Regions from separate parts of the Sus scrofa genome. Here region 2 is linked to region 1. A link is a contact called in public Hi-C data. All regions are on one chromosome and are shown on one strand. The core of a region is the stretch at or near the end of the contact, and the rest is flanking DNA. Distances in the headings are between cores, read along the strand shown. Region 1 holds the start of TIMM10 (a long non-coding RNA gene). Region 2 holds the start of RTN4RL2 (reticulon-4 receptor-like 2).

Region 1 (7,106 bases), core at 3,348-5,847:
TCTCTTTTACAAGAAGCTTCTGCACAGGGACAACTGGAGATAACTTATAGGTCCTCAAATGCCCACCTGTCTCAGGATAGAAAGAAAAGGACACAGTATAGTAGACAATAACATCATCATCAATAAGAACAATGAGGGAGTTTCTGTCATGGCTCAGCAGGTTATGAACCTGACTAGTATCCATGAGGATGCAGGTTCAATCCCTGGTCTTGATCAGTGGGTTAAGGATCCAGCGTTGCCGTGAGCTGTGGTGTAAGTTGCAGATGCGTCTCAGATCCCACCCAGAGCTGCTGTTGCTGTGGCCCAGGCCAGCAGCTGCAGCTCCAATTTGACCCCTGGCTTGGGAACTTCCCTATGATGCACCTGTGGCCCTAAAAAGCAAAAAAAGAAAAGATAAAGAAAAATGACTAAATGTTGACAATAGTTAAACCCTGGTGATGAGTGATTAGTATGTGGTTCAATGTACTGTCTTCTCCTCTTTTCTGTATGATTTAAATTTGTTCTAATAAAAGTCTTTTTAAACTCCCCCAAACAGGAGTTCCCGTAGTGGCTCAGTGGAAACGAATCCAACTAGTAACCATGAGGTTGTGGGTTTGATCCCTGGTCTCACTCAGTAGGTTAAAGATCCTGTGTTGCTGTGAGCTGTGGTGTAGGTAGCAGAAGTGGCTTGGATTTGGCCTTGCTGTGGCATAGGCTGGCGACTACAGCTCTGATCCAACCCCTAGCATGCCGTGGGTTAGGCCGTAAAAAGCAAAACAAAAACAAATACAAACCCCAAAGAACGCCTTCTTTTTATTGAGCATCTGTCATGGACTAGATACTTTAAGTACATTATCTTTTCCAGGGTTTTTTGGCAATAATTTTTAAAAGTATTTATTTTGAAATAATTATAGGTTTCCAGGAAGTTGCATAAATAGTACAGAGAGGGTACTGCAGGTTAAATTCTACTTAAGGTTTATCCACTGAAGACTAGATCTTATGTAACTACACACCATATCAAAACCAGGGAACTGGCATTGTTATAGTGGTGTGTACAGTTCCGTGACAGCTTAAATTTCTATAAACACCTCTACCCAGTCAGGACACAGAACCATTTCATCATCAACACAAAGGTCTCCCTTGTGCTACCCCTCAGGCACACCTCCCTCCCCCCAACTCTAACCCTAGGCAACAATCAATCCCTTCTCCTATCTCTATAATTTAGTCATTTTGAGAATGTTATTTAAGTGGAATCATAGTGTATGTAACTTTCCATAACGTCTAGTAAAAATCCCATCCAGGAGGCCAATTCCTCTTGAAAGAACCCATCTCCTTTTCCCATGCAATTTCTTATTTCATGTTTTATGATGATTTTTTTCTATTATAGTTGGTTTACAGTGTAATTTCTTTTATCTCATAATTTTTTTTTTATGGCCACACCTGCAGCATATAGAAGTTCCTGGGCCAGGGAATGAATGCAGGCCACAGCTGTGACCCATACCACAGTGGCAGCAATGCCGGATCCTTTAATCTGCTGCAGTGGGCTGGTGGGCCAAACCTGTGTAGGTCACAGATGCGGCTCGGATCCTGTGTGGCTGTGGCTGTGGCTCTGGCACAGGCCAGCAGCTACAGCTCCAAATCCACCTGAGCTGCTGCAGTCAGATTCTGAACCCGCTTCGACACAGCAGGAACTCCAATTCCATGATATGTTGACTATATTTTCAAAAGCAAAAAGCAGGGCAACATATGTTCACTAGAACATATGTATAATAATATATATAACAGCATTACCATAATAGCCAAAAACTGGAAACGACCCGGAAGTCCATCAACAAAAGAATAGATAAATGAATTGTGGCTTATTTATATATCATACACTAGACAGCAATAAAAAAGAATGAGTAACTGACATGAGGTTGCGGGTTCGATCCCTGGCCTCGCTCAGTAGGTTAAGGATCCAGTGTTGCCATGAGCTGTGGTGCAGGTCACAGATACGGCTTGGATCTGTCATTGCTGTGGCTGTGGTGTAGGCCGGCTCTTGCATCCCTGATTGGACCCCTAGCCTGGGAACTTCCATATGCCATGGTATGGCCCTAAAAAGGCAAAACGAAACAAAAAAAGTCAGGCACAAAACAAAATAATGTATAATTCCATTTACATGAAGTTCAAAAGTAGGCAGAACTAACTGATGGTTATAGAAGTCTAAATAGAGATTCAGTGCAGGACAGGGGGTATTGCCTGGGAAGGAACGTAAGATAACTTTTTAGGGTACTGCAATTATTTTGTACCTTGATCTGAGTGGTGGTTATAAAAATGAATATATATTTAAAAATTAAGCTTAAGATTATACATTTTATTCTTTTATTCATTTTACTGTCTGAATGGGATACCTCAGTTTAAAGTATCAGAGGACAGGGTTTGACAAAGATGAGTCCTTCGGATGAGTGTTTAAAATTGGGACTTTCTGAGGTAAGTATATGGTGACCAACCACATAAAGTGTCTAGCCCACCTTCTCCAATGGGCATTGTACCCTTACATTTCATTATTAGTTTGCATCTTCCAAGTTTTGTTTACTTGGAAATTCCTTGAAAAATCCAGGGATTGGAGTTCCCTAGTGGCCTAGTGGGTTAAGAATGCCGTGTTGGGAGTTCCCATCGTGGCGCAGTGGTTAACAAATCCAGCTAGGAACCATGAGGTTTTGGGTTTGATCCCTGGCCTCACTCAGTGGGTTAAGGATCTGGCGTTGCCAAGCGCTGTGGTGTAGGTTGCAAACATGGCTTGGATCTGGCATTACTGTGGCTCCAGCCTAGGCCGGCAGCTACAGCTCCGATTAGACCCCTAGCCTGGGAACCTCCATATGCCCGCGGGAAAATGCCGTGTTGTCGTTGCTGTGGCACAGGTTCAGTCCCTGGCATAGGAACTTCATTCCGCATGTCCCAGGCACAGCCAAAAAACCAACCAAACAAACGTCAAAAAAAGAAAACGAGGGAGTTCCCATCGTGGCGCAGTCGTTAACCAATCCGACTAGGAACTATGAGGTTGCGGGTTCGGTCCCTGCCCTTGCTCAGTGGGTTAACGATCCGGCGTTGCCGTGAGCTGTGGTGTAGGTTGCAGGCGCGGCTCGGATCCTGCGTTGCTGTGGCTCTGGCGTAGGCCAGTGGCTGCAGCTCCGATTCGACCCCTAGCCTGGGAACCTCCATGTGCAGCGGGAACGGCCCAAGAAATAGCAAAAAAAAAAAAAAGAAAGAAAAAGAAAAAAAGAAAAATCCAGGGAGATTAGGGTGGGTTTTTTTCATTGGTGGGGGGCGGGTTGCAGATCGAGGAATATATTAAGTTTTGAAAGAAAGAATTCACAGTACCCTCCTTTTCCCTCACCCAAAGGCTCTAGGTTAGCTCTGGCAGCAGCCACAATTGCTCCTATTCATCTCTTTATGGCCTAGGGCGTCTAGTAGAAGTTGAATAAGACACACTGTACTTTTGTGTGTGTGCGTGTGTGTCTTTTTGCCATTTCTTGGGCCGCTCCCGCGGCATATGGAGGTTCCCAGGCTAGGGGTCGAATCGGAGCCGTAGCTGCCGGCCTACGCCACAGCCACAGCGACGCAGGATCCGAGCCGCGTCTGCAACCTACACCACAGCTCACGGCAACGCCGGATCCTTAACCGCTGAGCAAGGCCAGGGATCGAACCCTCAACTTCATGGTTCCTAGTCAGATTCGTTAACCACGGAGCCACGACGGGAACTCCCCACACACTGTCCTCTCGACTCATCTTTCTGCAAGCAGGAACCATGCCTCACTTGTCTTTGCAACCCCAGAGAAAGCCTGGTGATCTGCACACAGCCGTATTCACACAAAGGCCCCAGGAGCACTTGGCTGCACATGGGAATCACCTGGGAAATTTTAAAATTTACTGATATCTGGAGTTGTCGTCGTGGTTAATTAATCGAACTAGGAACCATGAGGGTGCGGGTTCGATCCCTGGCCTCGCTCAGTGGGTTAAGGATCCAGCCTTGCCCTGAGCTGTGGTGTAGGTCGCCTGGGATCCCGTGTTGTTGTGGCTCCAGCATAGGCTGGCGGCTACAGCTCCGATTAGACCCCTAGCCTGGGAACCTCCATATGACACGGGTGCGGCCCTGAAAAGACAAAAATAAATAGATAAATAAATAAAGTTTACTGATATCTGAATCCTACCTCCAGGGATTCTGATTTAATTGGTAGAAAGTGAGGCCTGGGCATCAGGATTTTTTTAAAGCGTCCCAGGTGACCTTAAGTGCAACACAAGCTGAGAGCTGCTGTTTGCAGGGCGGGGGGGACGGACGACCCTTTTTCCTTCCCCGAGTCAGATATGCGCTCTGGACTCAGCTCTCCGGCGTTAGGGGCGAGGGTTACTGACCTCTGCGACCCTACCTCTCCTACTCAAAACACTCAAACCTCTCGGTGACACCCCCGGGGACTTGAATTCTAACAGGTTGCAGGCGCTCTGCGTTCGGCCTAAATCTCTATGGTATTTTTGAGTCCTCTCTAGCATGTGGGAGACGCCTTAGCCTTCAGACAGGGCCCTCTCTATGGTATCAGGTTTCCCGGCACCACCTAGATGGTACTTCATTCCGGAAGCGAGTACGGATCGGGAAGAGGCGGGATTTCCTCCCCGGAAGGGACCCACGTGCTTCCGCCTGACCCTACCTGGGCACCCGGTGAATTTCCAGTGTTTACCCGAAGTTGGGGATACCGGGGGCACAGTGACAGACCTCCGGCCGTGGTGAGCAACTTCTGACCTCAAAGTGACCCTGATGATGGTGCGGCCTTTTCAGTTTAGGGCCTGGTCTGGGTCCGGGCGCCGTAGTTCCGCGTATGATCCAGTTCTTAGGGCCCCCGCAGGTTCATGACAGCGGTTTAGAGTGTTCTGTTCCGGTTTCCCCATCTCCTTCTGGATAGAGGTGACCTCGAGGAGTTGGGCGTTAGGGCACCGAGGGTCGATTTACAGCCCCGCCATTAACGTGCTCTGTAACCTTGGGCAAGGCAGTGTCCCTTTTGCGGGTTCAGCCTCCACGTCTGTGAAATAGCGTATGAGGTCAGTGGCCCTTGCTGGTCTGATGGTCTGTGATTCCTCCACATTCTCCAGCCCCTGGTATGGAAAAGCGAATGGGAGGGCTGGGTGCTGACCGTGCCGTCTGTCCCCAGGTCTAGGAGGCCAGAAGGAGATCCCCTCGACCGTTCAGGGCTGAAATGGACCCACTCAGGGCCCAGCAGCTGGCAGCAGAGCTGGAGGTAGAGATGATGGCTGATATGTACAACAGGTAAGGACCGAGTCCGCACTACCTTGTCTTTAGAGAATGACCCTAGGTCACCCTTTCCAAAGCCAGAGGTGGATGACTTATGAAAAACGGTGGTCTACCCTCCCAGCACTCATCCCCCCCCACACCCCAGGCCCACATGGTTAAGGGCTAATCCAGATGTAGTGTGGGGTCACTAGAGGGAACTAGGCATTTAGATTGGGATGGAATTGACCATGAAGGAGCTGGACAGGAGGAGAGGGTCCATCTCAGGCTCTGGTTAGTTTCCAGGAATAGTTCAGCATTTGCCTTTTGACAAATAGCACATAGGCCACTAGTCACATTTCTTTTCTTTTTCTTTTTTTGATTTTTAGGGCTACATGTGTGGCATATGGAAGTTACAAGGCTAGGGGTCGAATAGGAGCTGCAGCTGCCAGCCTACATACACCACAGCTCACTGGCAATGCCAGATCCTTAACCCACCGATTGAGGCCAGGGATTGAACCCGCATCCTCATGGATACTGGTTGGGTTTGTTACTACTGAGCCATAATGGGAACTCCAAGTAGTTAACATTTTCTAAACTCTTACTCCATCTTAGACACATGTTGGAACATTTTATGTGCATTATCTCTTTTTATCTTTGCTGGATTAATTTTACTTATCTTGTTTTAAAGCGAGAACATTGAGGCTTCTGGAGATTAAGTAACTTTCTCAGGGTCCACAGCTGGTCAATAGCAATGTCAAGACCAGTACCTCAGTGTGACTTCTAACTAGTGCCTATAACCATTTGGCAAATTTGGGAACAAATCATAGCTTCACCAACCAGCACTTCTATGGCCTTGGCCAAGTTACTTGGACTGTTTGACCAGTGGTTTCACCACCTATAAAATAGAGTTAATAATAATACCTTTCTCATAAAGACATTATAAATATTTAATGTTAAAATATATGACAAGCTCTTAGGACTAAGCCAAACACAAGCAAGTAAGCAGTCAACAAATATCTGATAATTTTTTTTTTTTTGGTCACGTCCAGGGCATGTGGAATTTCCCAGGCTAGGGATCGGACCTGAACCACAACACTGGCAGCCAGCCGCTTCAGTGACATTGCTGGATCCTTAATCCACTGCACCACAACGGAACTCCAAAATTTGCTATTTTTATTGGCTTAAGCTCTCTGGTGTCCTCTCTTAATTAGTTGCTTTATCTTGGAGGCTATATATTAGAATAATTTTTAAAATTTATTTATTTAAAAAATTTTTTTTTTTTGTCTTTTTGCCTTTTCTAGGGCCACTCCCACGGTATATGGAAGTTCCCAGGCTAGGGGTCAAATCAGAGTTGTAGCCGCTGGCCTACACCACAGCCACAGCAATGTGGGATCCAAGCTGAGTCTGCGACCTACATCACAGCTCATGGCAACGCCGGATCCTTAACCCACTGAGCGAGGCCAGGGATCGAACCTGCGACTCATGGTTCCTAGTCAGATTCATTAACCACTGCGCCATGGCGGGAATTCCTAGAATGATTTTTAAATGTAGGCTGTGAAGTCATACTACCTGGGTTCATAGCCCGGCTTTATGTGCCTTAATTTCCTTATCTGTAAAAAGGTGGATAACGATTGAGCCTACCTCATAGGCTTTTCACAGGCTCTACTAACAGATCCACGTCAAGCGCTTAGCATGATACCTGGCCCTAGCCAGTATTCAACATAGGGTTCCTGTTTGGTCAGTTATAAACATGGGCTCGACAAGAACGTTCCAAGATGGTTGAGGAGTGAATGGGATTTACACTGCCTCCTTGGGAGGTGAAATCAGCGTCGCAGAGCAGGAATGGTTGAGAGTTCCTCTTATCCAT
Region 2 (6,841 bases), core at 933-3,432, 66 kb after region 1:
CTCCCAAACGAAGTTCTCAGCCCTGGAACTACCCTTTTGTTCAGAGACCCCCATGAAAGAAAGAACTTGAGGAGGAAGCAGATGGACGTGGCATAGAGGCAAGAGCCAGGGTACCAACTCACAGGGCAGAACGGCCTCAGGAAAGTGTTCCCTGGAAAGGGAGTCAAGGCCTTTGGCTCTGAAGGAGGGACACAGGGTCCCAGACCAAAAGCAACAGCTCCACATCCTAAAAGCCAGGAAGGGCTGGGCCCTGCCAGGCAGATGCTGAGGGGGCAGGGGCTGAGGAGGTGGGAGCCGAGGAGCAGCACGGAGGTGGTGGCGATGCCAGTGACGCAGGGGCCTGGGGAGGCACTGACGCGGGTGACGGGGGTTTAGAGCTGCTGCAAACAGCTTCTCACTCTGCCAGAATGTAACACCCCAAAATAAGCAAGCCACCGTGGCGGTGGTGGCGGCAGGATCCGACGACAGGGCCCAGAGATATAAATGGCAGCATGGAGCCAGCCAGGGTGCCCACCCTCGGAGGCTGGCACCCCACTTGAGTGTCCTCCCCCTTTCCACTCACAGCTGCCCCCAAGGTCCTATGCTCAGAGCCCAGGGGCAGGCCCACTGGCCACTCCCTGGGAGAAGGGATGTGACAGGCAGGTGCTTTGGAAATGGAGGGCTCCCTTCCCACGTGGAAGTGGTTACCAGAAGTCTCTTTGTCTCATCCCTGGGCAGCCCCCCCGCTGGTCTCTCTTTCCCATCCCTTTCTCTTCTTTCCTTCCTTTCCAGCCCCCATCCCCAGCCTGCTCAACCCCAGCCCCTCTTCCCATCTCTGGTTTTCCCACCCCCAACCCTAGCGCTCAGCCTGATCCTCCTCCCCTGTTCCTGACACCCCAAGTCTAGCCACCATGCCCATCCTCCTCTGGCTTCTGGGTTTTGGATCGTCCCACTCCATTTTCCTTCCAACCCTAGAATCCCAGCCCTCATTCTCTTCCCCATTCTTCCCACCCCTCAGATTCTGGGTCCACGTCCCCAGTCTTCTCTCCATCCCTCCCCTAAGCTGGTCTCCCTTCTCCTTCCTTCTTCCTCCGCCCTTCCAGGGTCTCAATTTCCTCCAAGCTTTTCCCGTCTAACCTTTATTCCCCCCACCCCATCTTCCTCTCCTCACCACTCTCTCCATCTTTGACTGGCCCCTTCCTAGCCCCCTCCCTCTGACCCCTTCCCCACCCCCAATCCGTGGCCCACACCCTTGTCTGTCCGTCACTCAATCGGTCACTCAATCCGTAGAACTATCCCCCTTCTAGCGTCCTCCATCCGTTCTACCAGGGAAGGCCACTAGGCTTTCCCTCGGAGCCCCCTATGCTCCCAGCCAGCCCCCTACCCTCACCCCCATCTTCCCAGGTGACTGGAAAGTGCTGAGGCACGGGGCAGAAGTTGCTGAGTCGGCGCTTCCTCAGCCGGCCCGAGTCCTCAGCGTCCCCCGTAGCAGGTGGAGCTGGGACAGCGGAACCTGAGCTTCCCTCCCCACCCCCACCCCTACTCCTGGGCCGGTCCGCCTGCCCCTTGCTTCCCCCCTCGGTCACGAGCTCCCGGCACAGCCCGGCAGGCGAGAACGCTGGTCCAGCCGGAAGCTCCGGGGCGGGAGCGGGGCCGGGGCTAAGCTTTTCTCGCTCCAAAGCTACCCCCACCCCCACTACTGCCCCACCCTCGCGCCCTGGGGGAGGGGGCGCCCAGCTCCCCTCCCCAGGATGCTCTCCGCCCTCCCGCAGGCTGGGGTCCCTACCTTGCAGCAGGCTCCTGAGCCCGGGCAGCATCTTGTCTCGACGCTCGGGGGAGGGGGCGGCGGGGGGAGGGCGCTCCCACTCGCTCCCTGAGCCCGCCAGACGGACGGCGGGGACTCCGCGGGGCTCCGGGAGGGCCCGGGAGTCCCCGGGCTGTGTGGCCGGGCCGCGGCGCTCTACCCTGCGCCCCCTGGGTGGCGAACCTCGGGGGGAGCCATCGGCCCCGACGGGACGGGGCGGGGCGCGACGGGGCGGGGAGGGCTGGAGCTGGCCGTCGACGCCGGGTGCCCGCGCCCCCCAGCAGCGCAGGCAGCGCGCGGGTCCGTCAGTCCGTCGGTCCGTGCGCCCCGGCTGCTCGCCGAGGGAGAGTGGGGACAGCGAGGAAGCTCTTCCTAACCACCCCCCTCCTTCCCGCACTCGCTGGCTCCTCCCTCGCTTCCTAGCTTCCCGACTTAACCCTTTCCTGACCACTAGGCGGAGGGAGCGGCTTTCTAGCCCCCTCCATACCGGCCCCCTCCCTTTCTTGGGGGACCCGGAGGACTCTACGCTGCCGCCCTCGCGGAGCCACGCTTCTAGAGAAATCCCTTCCTGAGGGGGTGCGGTAGCGTAAGGGAACCCCGTGGACTTGCCCAGTTCCCTCCTCCCAACTTTCCCTGAGGAGATGGGCTCCCAGGTCCCAGGTCTCCGGCACCGAAGCCTAGGCTTCCACCCTTTCTCTCCTCTGGGAGGGCTCTAAGACTTCACTTTGCCTTCCGTTCCCAGACCCCAAAGCCGGTGTGTGCGACTATAAGAATAGTATGTGCAAGAGTTTGTGGATGCAGGATCGAGGGCATGTGAGCGTGCACGCGCGCGCAAGGACGCTTGTGCAGGTGTGACTGGGTGCTTGCACGTTATCTTTTATACAGGCCGGAGGAAGCAGGGGCACGTGAGTGTGCGAACGGATGATCCGCTGGAGTGCCCGCCAGCATGTGTGTCTGTGCTGGTGGGAAACATGCGGCTGTGACTTTGGTGCGAGTGCGCTTGGGGACGGGTGGCCAGGGTACGTGTGCTTCGGCGTGTGTATGCCCCTTAATGCACTGGCAAGCGGGTGCAAGTTGGGTACGCGTGTGTCTCATCGCCCGCGAAGAGGACAGAAGACTCAAAGGTGGGAGGAGAGCGATGGCTTCACGGGAGCTTCTACTTCCTTTTAAAGAGGGATGCATTCTGATCTTTTCGGGGCCCCTTGCGCCCCTGGTGGCCTCATTCGGGGCGATACCGGCGACCTAAGCGTTTCCTATCAAAGGTGGCGATGCAGATCACCCTGGCCTTGACCTGGTCCAGAGCTTCGGGCATCCAGACCTTGGGAACCGCCCCGGCGCGGGACAGGCGCGGGCCCCTCAGTGTAGCCGCTTCGGGAACCATGGCCAAACGGCGCAGGCCAGGTTCGGGTTGCTAGAGCGGCGCGTACGGCCGGTGCCAGGGCCATCTGCGCGAAACCCGGCCCGGCCCGAGGAAGAGCTGGAGTCCCGGGCGGCCGCTCCTGCGAGCGAAGAAAGGAAACCCTTCGCCCCTCTGCCTGCCTCTCTAGCTCCTCCTCTCCCGTCTGCGCAGAGCCCAACGCAGCGCCTGGCACACAGTCGGCGCTTTATAAATGCTAATCTCATTGTCCCATTCATTCTCTGTTCCATCCATAATGTCATTCTTCCCTCGTTCTCATTCGATTTCTCTCCTTTTCTCCCCCCCACTCTTATTCATATTTTATGGTTTCCGACTCTCTTTTCCCTCCCGTCTTTACCCTCTCCCTGCCATTTCCTTCCTTTATACATCTGCCTTTTTCTATCATTGTCTTTTCTCTCTCACTTTCTGTCCGTGTCTCTGTCGCTTCCATTCTGTCCTTATGCCTCCCTGTCTCTCCATTTCTGCGTCTCTTGTCTCTATCTCCCTTTCTACCTTGTCTCGGGAGTCGGCTCCCAGCCCTCTTGCACTTGGACGCTCGGGCGCCCCCTGCTGGTTCCAGCCTCTGCCCTTCCTGGACTCCCGGGCCCTCGCAACCCTTAAATTTCCTTTCCCTGCCCGTCTTTTGCTCAGGCAAGGCAGGAGTGGAAAGCGGGCGTCTCTGGGGCTCCTGTCCTCGTCCCCCTCCCATCTCTAGAAGGCAGCGTTTCCCGGGACCCACCCTACCGAGCGCGCCCGCTCCGGAGAGGAGTGCCTGGAGGGGGCGGTGGGGAGGGAGTGTTGGGGGTAGCAGGGTGGGATTTGGCGTGCTTCCCCGGAATGAGCCGCGGCACAATCTGTCGCTGGGTTTGTTTGCCGAGCTGCCTCCGGAGCGCAGTGGGGCTGGCTCCCGGGGAGCGAAATATCACAAGATGCGGAGACAGACGCTGAGGGGCGGGTGGGCGGCGGGCTGACTCAGGTGTGTGCTGTCATCGGCTCCCTGGGCTGGCGCTCTTCTGAGAAGGGTGCGGGGGGTGTGGGACCCCTGGGCCCCCCAACACAGGCAAGGACCCGAAGCTGGGAGGGAGCCCCCATCCTGGGGTGAGGTGCGGGAAAGGGGGTAACCCTGACAATAATTCTGAAGAACAGGCCTGGAAGCCCCAAGAGACACCCCGAACTTGAGTGTGCCCTAGACGGTCAAAAATCTCTCTGCCGGTACCCCACTCTACGGGCGTTCATTCCCTATAATCATCTGCTGATTCACCACTTTCCTCTACTAGACTGTCAGCTTTTTGAGGCCAGGAAATTCCTCTCATCCGTCTTTGTCCCCAGCAGGTGCTCAATGAACACTGCTGGATGGGTGAATGGCGCGTGGATGGCTGGTCTCAGTTTACAGGAAATACCACAATGCATTTGGTCTTCCCAGTAGAGCATCCTGACCCTCTCCCTATCCACATTTGCAGTCCTTCCACCCCACAAGCCCCCTCCAGACAGGCAGAGAATTGAAGAGTGCTCCCTGAAGACCAGAGTCCTTCTAGGTGACCCTAAGCCCATTACTCCCTTTCCTGGTGCCTGTTTCCTCATCTGTACAATGGAATGATACCACTTACTCATAAGCTTCAGCTAACACAGCAAATCTCCAGCCAGTCGAGGTATGAGAAAGTGCTTAGTAAAATGAGGTTCTCACCAGTGTCTGTGGTGGTAGCTGTTGTCATTACTGTTTTGGTGGTGATTCTTAAGGTCTTTATCTCAGTAGAATCAGACACCATGTCTGATCGAGCTCAACTTCTGCAGTTAGCCTTTTTGAGATCTAAGGGAGTACACTGATGTAACCAAGGCAGAAGTAGCAGGGTTGTGCCTTAGGGCATTTAGGTCCCTTCCTGGCTGGACACTTGGCCAGGTACAGGCGGGTACTGTGTACTCAGGACTTGCCACGGAGCTAGCCCGCCCTCTGGTGGCTACGGGTGGATCTACAGCCCCAAGGGAAGCCAGGGATCTTAGGAAAATGGGTTGAGGATGGATTTTCCCTGAGAAGGAGGATTCATTGAGTGGAGAGCTGCAAGCTTCGGTAAGGAGGTTATGTAGATGAAGCAGAACATTGACTCAAACTAGATGAATTTTAACTTCATCTATGAGTTCCCACTTATTCCCAACACCCCTACTCTCAGTGTGACACCCAGGACCCCTCTTCCTTCTGGGGGACACCGTCTACTAAGGCCACAGAACTTCCCTGGTTCTTTTCTCCACCTGTTTGGCACTTTCACTGTAGGACACTTGACAGTCAGCATATGAGGTGACTAGGTGGTCAAAGAGCAGAGACTTTGCTGGGTTCATGCCCTGGCTCTGCTGCTCACTTGGCTACACAACCTTGGGCAAGGCATTTCAGTTTTTTCTTTTCTTTTTCTTTCTTTCTTTCTTTCTTTCTTTCTTTCTTTCTTTCTTTCTTTCTTCTTTCTTTCTTTCTTTCTTTCTTTCTTTCTTTTCTTTCTTTCTTTCTTTCTTTTCTTTCTTTCTTTCTTTCTTTCTTTCTTTCTTTCTTTCTTTCTTTCTTTCTTTCTTTTCTTCCTTCCTTCCTTCTTTCTTTCTTTCTCTTTCTTTCTTTCTCTCTCTCTCTCTCTTTCTTTCTTTCTTTCTTTCAGGCTGCACCACCCAAAACATATGGATGTTCCCAGGCTAGGGGTCTAATCAGAGCTGTAGCTGCTGGCCTACACCACAGCCACAGCAAAGTGGGATCCAAGCTGCATCTGCAATCTACGCCACAGCTCAAGGCAACGCTGGATCCTTTATCCACTGAGTGAGGCCAGGAATTGAACCCGCATCCTCATGGATACTAGTCGAGTTCGTTAACCTCTGAGCCATGACAGGAACTCTAGGTGTTTCCGTTTGTTAAGTTTTAGTTTTCTCATCCAGAAAATTGGAAGGAGGGGGCAATAGTAGTTCTCAGCTCATTGGGCTATTCAAGGATTAAATGAGATAAAGCATGAAAGAACCTAACCAAGAGGATGACCCTGTGCTCAATAAATGCTGATAATATTAGTATAAATTGTCTTGTTTAGCCTAACAGCAACCTGAAGAAATAGATGTTGCCATTTAGAGGCAGAAAGGAAAGTTATGACCTGAGGTCTCAGAAGTCGTGAGGGGCGGAGTTGGGTCTGGGAGTCAGTTCTTTTTTTTTTTTTTTTTTTAAAAGCCACACCTGCAGCATTTGGAAGTTCCCAGGCTGGGAGTTGAATCAACTGGAGCTGCAGCTGCTGGCCTATGCCACAGCCATGGCCATGCCAGATCCTTGACCCACTGAGTGAGGCCGGGGATCAAACCCACATCCACATGGGTACTAGTCGTGTTCTTAACTGCTGAGCCACAATGGGAGTTCCCTGGGAGTTGGTTCTTAGAACCTACCACTGTGTGTGTATGTGTGTGGGGGGGGTCCACATCTCCCCCTCCCCCTGTCTGCTCAGTGTGACAATAGCAATCCAGACCTGAATTAGATGTCTTGAGTTCTAGCTTAGACTCTTTCCTCCGAAAGACTGGGTAACAGACCTCTTTCCTCTCTGGGCTTCGGGCTCCCCATTATCGAAAGGTACATCTTGGACTCAATACTCTTAAAAAGTCTTCCAAAGCCGTGACTTGGTGACATCCTCCTTTCTCTGAGACTCTGGAATCAG

What was found. A called contact is a pair of places that touch in the nucleus more often than the background predicts.
Region 2: a Hi-C map of retroperitoneal adipose tissue shows a contact between it and region 1, with 2.4 times the contacts expected there. The contact joins the promoter of RTN4RL2 here to the promoter of TIMM10 in region 1. A contact is called at or near these places in 2 of 5 promoter capture datasets (fetal skeletal muscle and liver), 17 of 47 Hi-C or Micro-C datasets (alveolar macrophages, blood, embryonic fibroblasts and 10 more) and 1 of 2 datasets of contacts at active chromatin or transcription factors (skeletal muscle).

What each region holds. Positions count from the first base shown.
Region 1 is chr2:13,388,628-13,395,733 of Sscrofa11.1, forward strand. TIMM10 (a long non-coding RNA gene) reads left to right here and starts at 4,598. Exons shown (of 3, transcript XR_002341482.1): 1 at 4,598-4,737; 2 at 5,160-5,275.
Region 2 is chr2:13,456,881-13,463,721 of Sscrofa11.1, forward strand. RTN4RL2 (reticulon-4 receptor-like 2) reads right to left here and starts at 2,183. Exons shown (of 3, transcript XM_021083037.1): 1 at 1,766-2,183. The coding sequence starts at 1,796.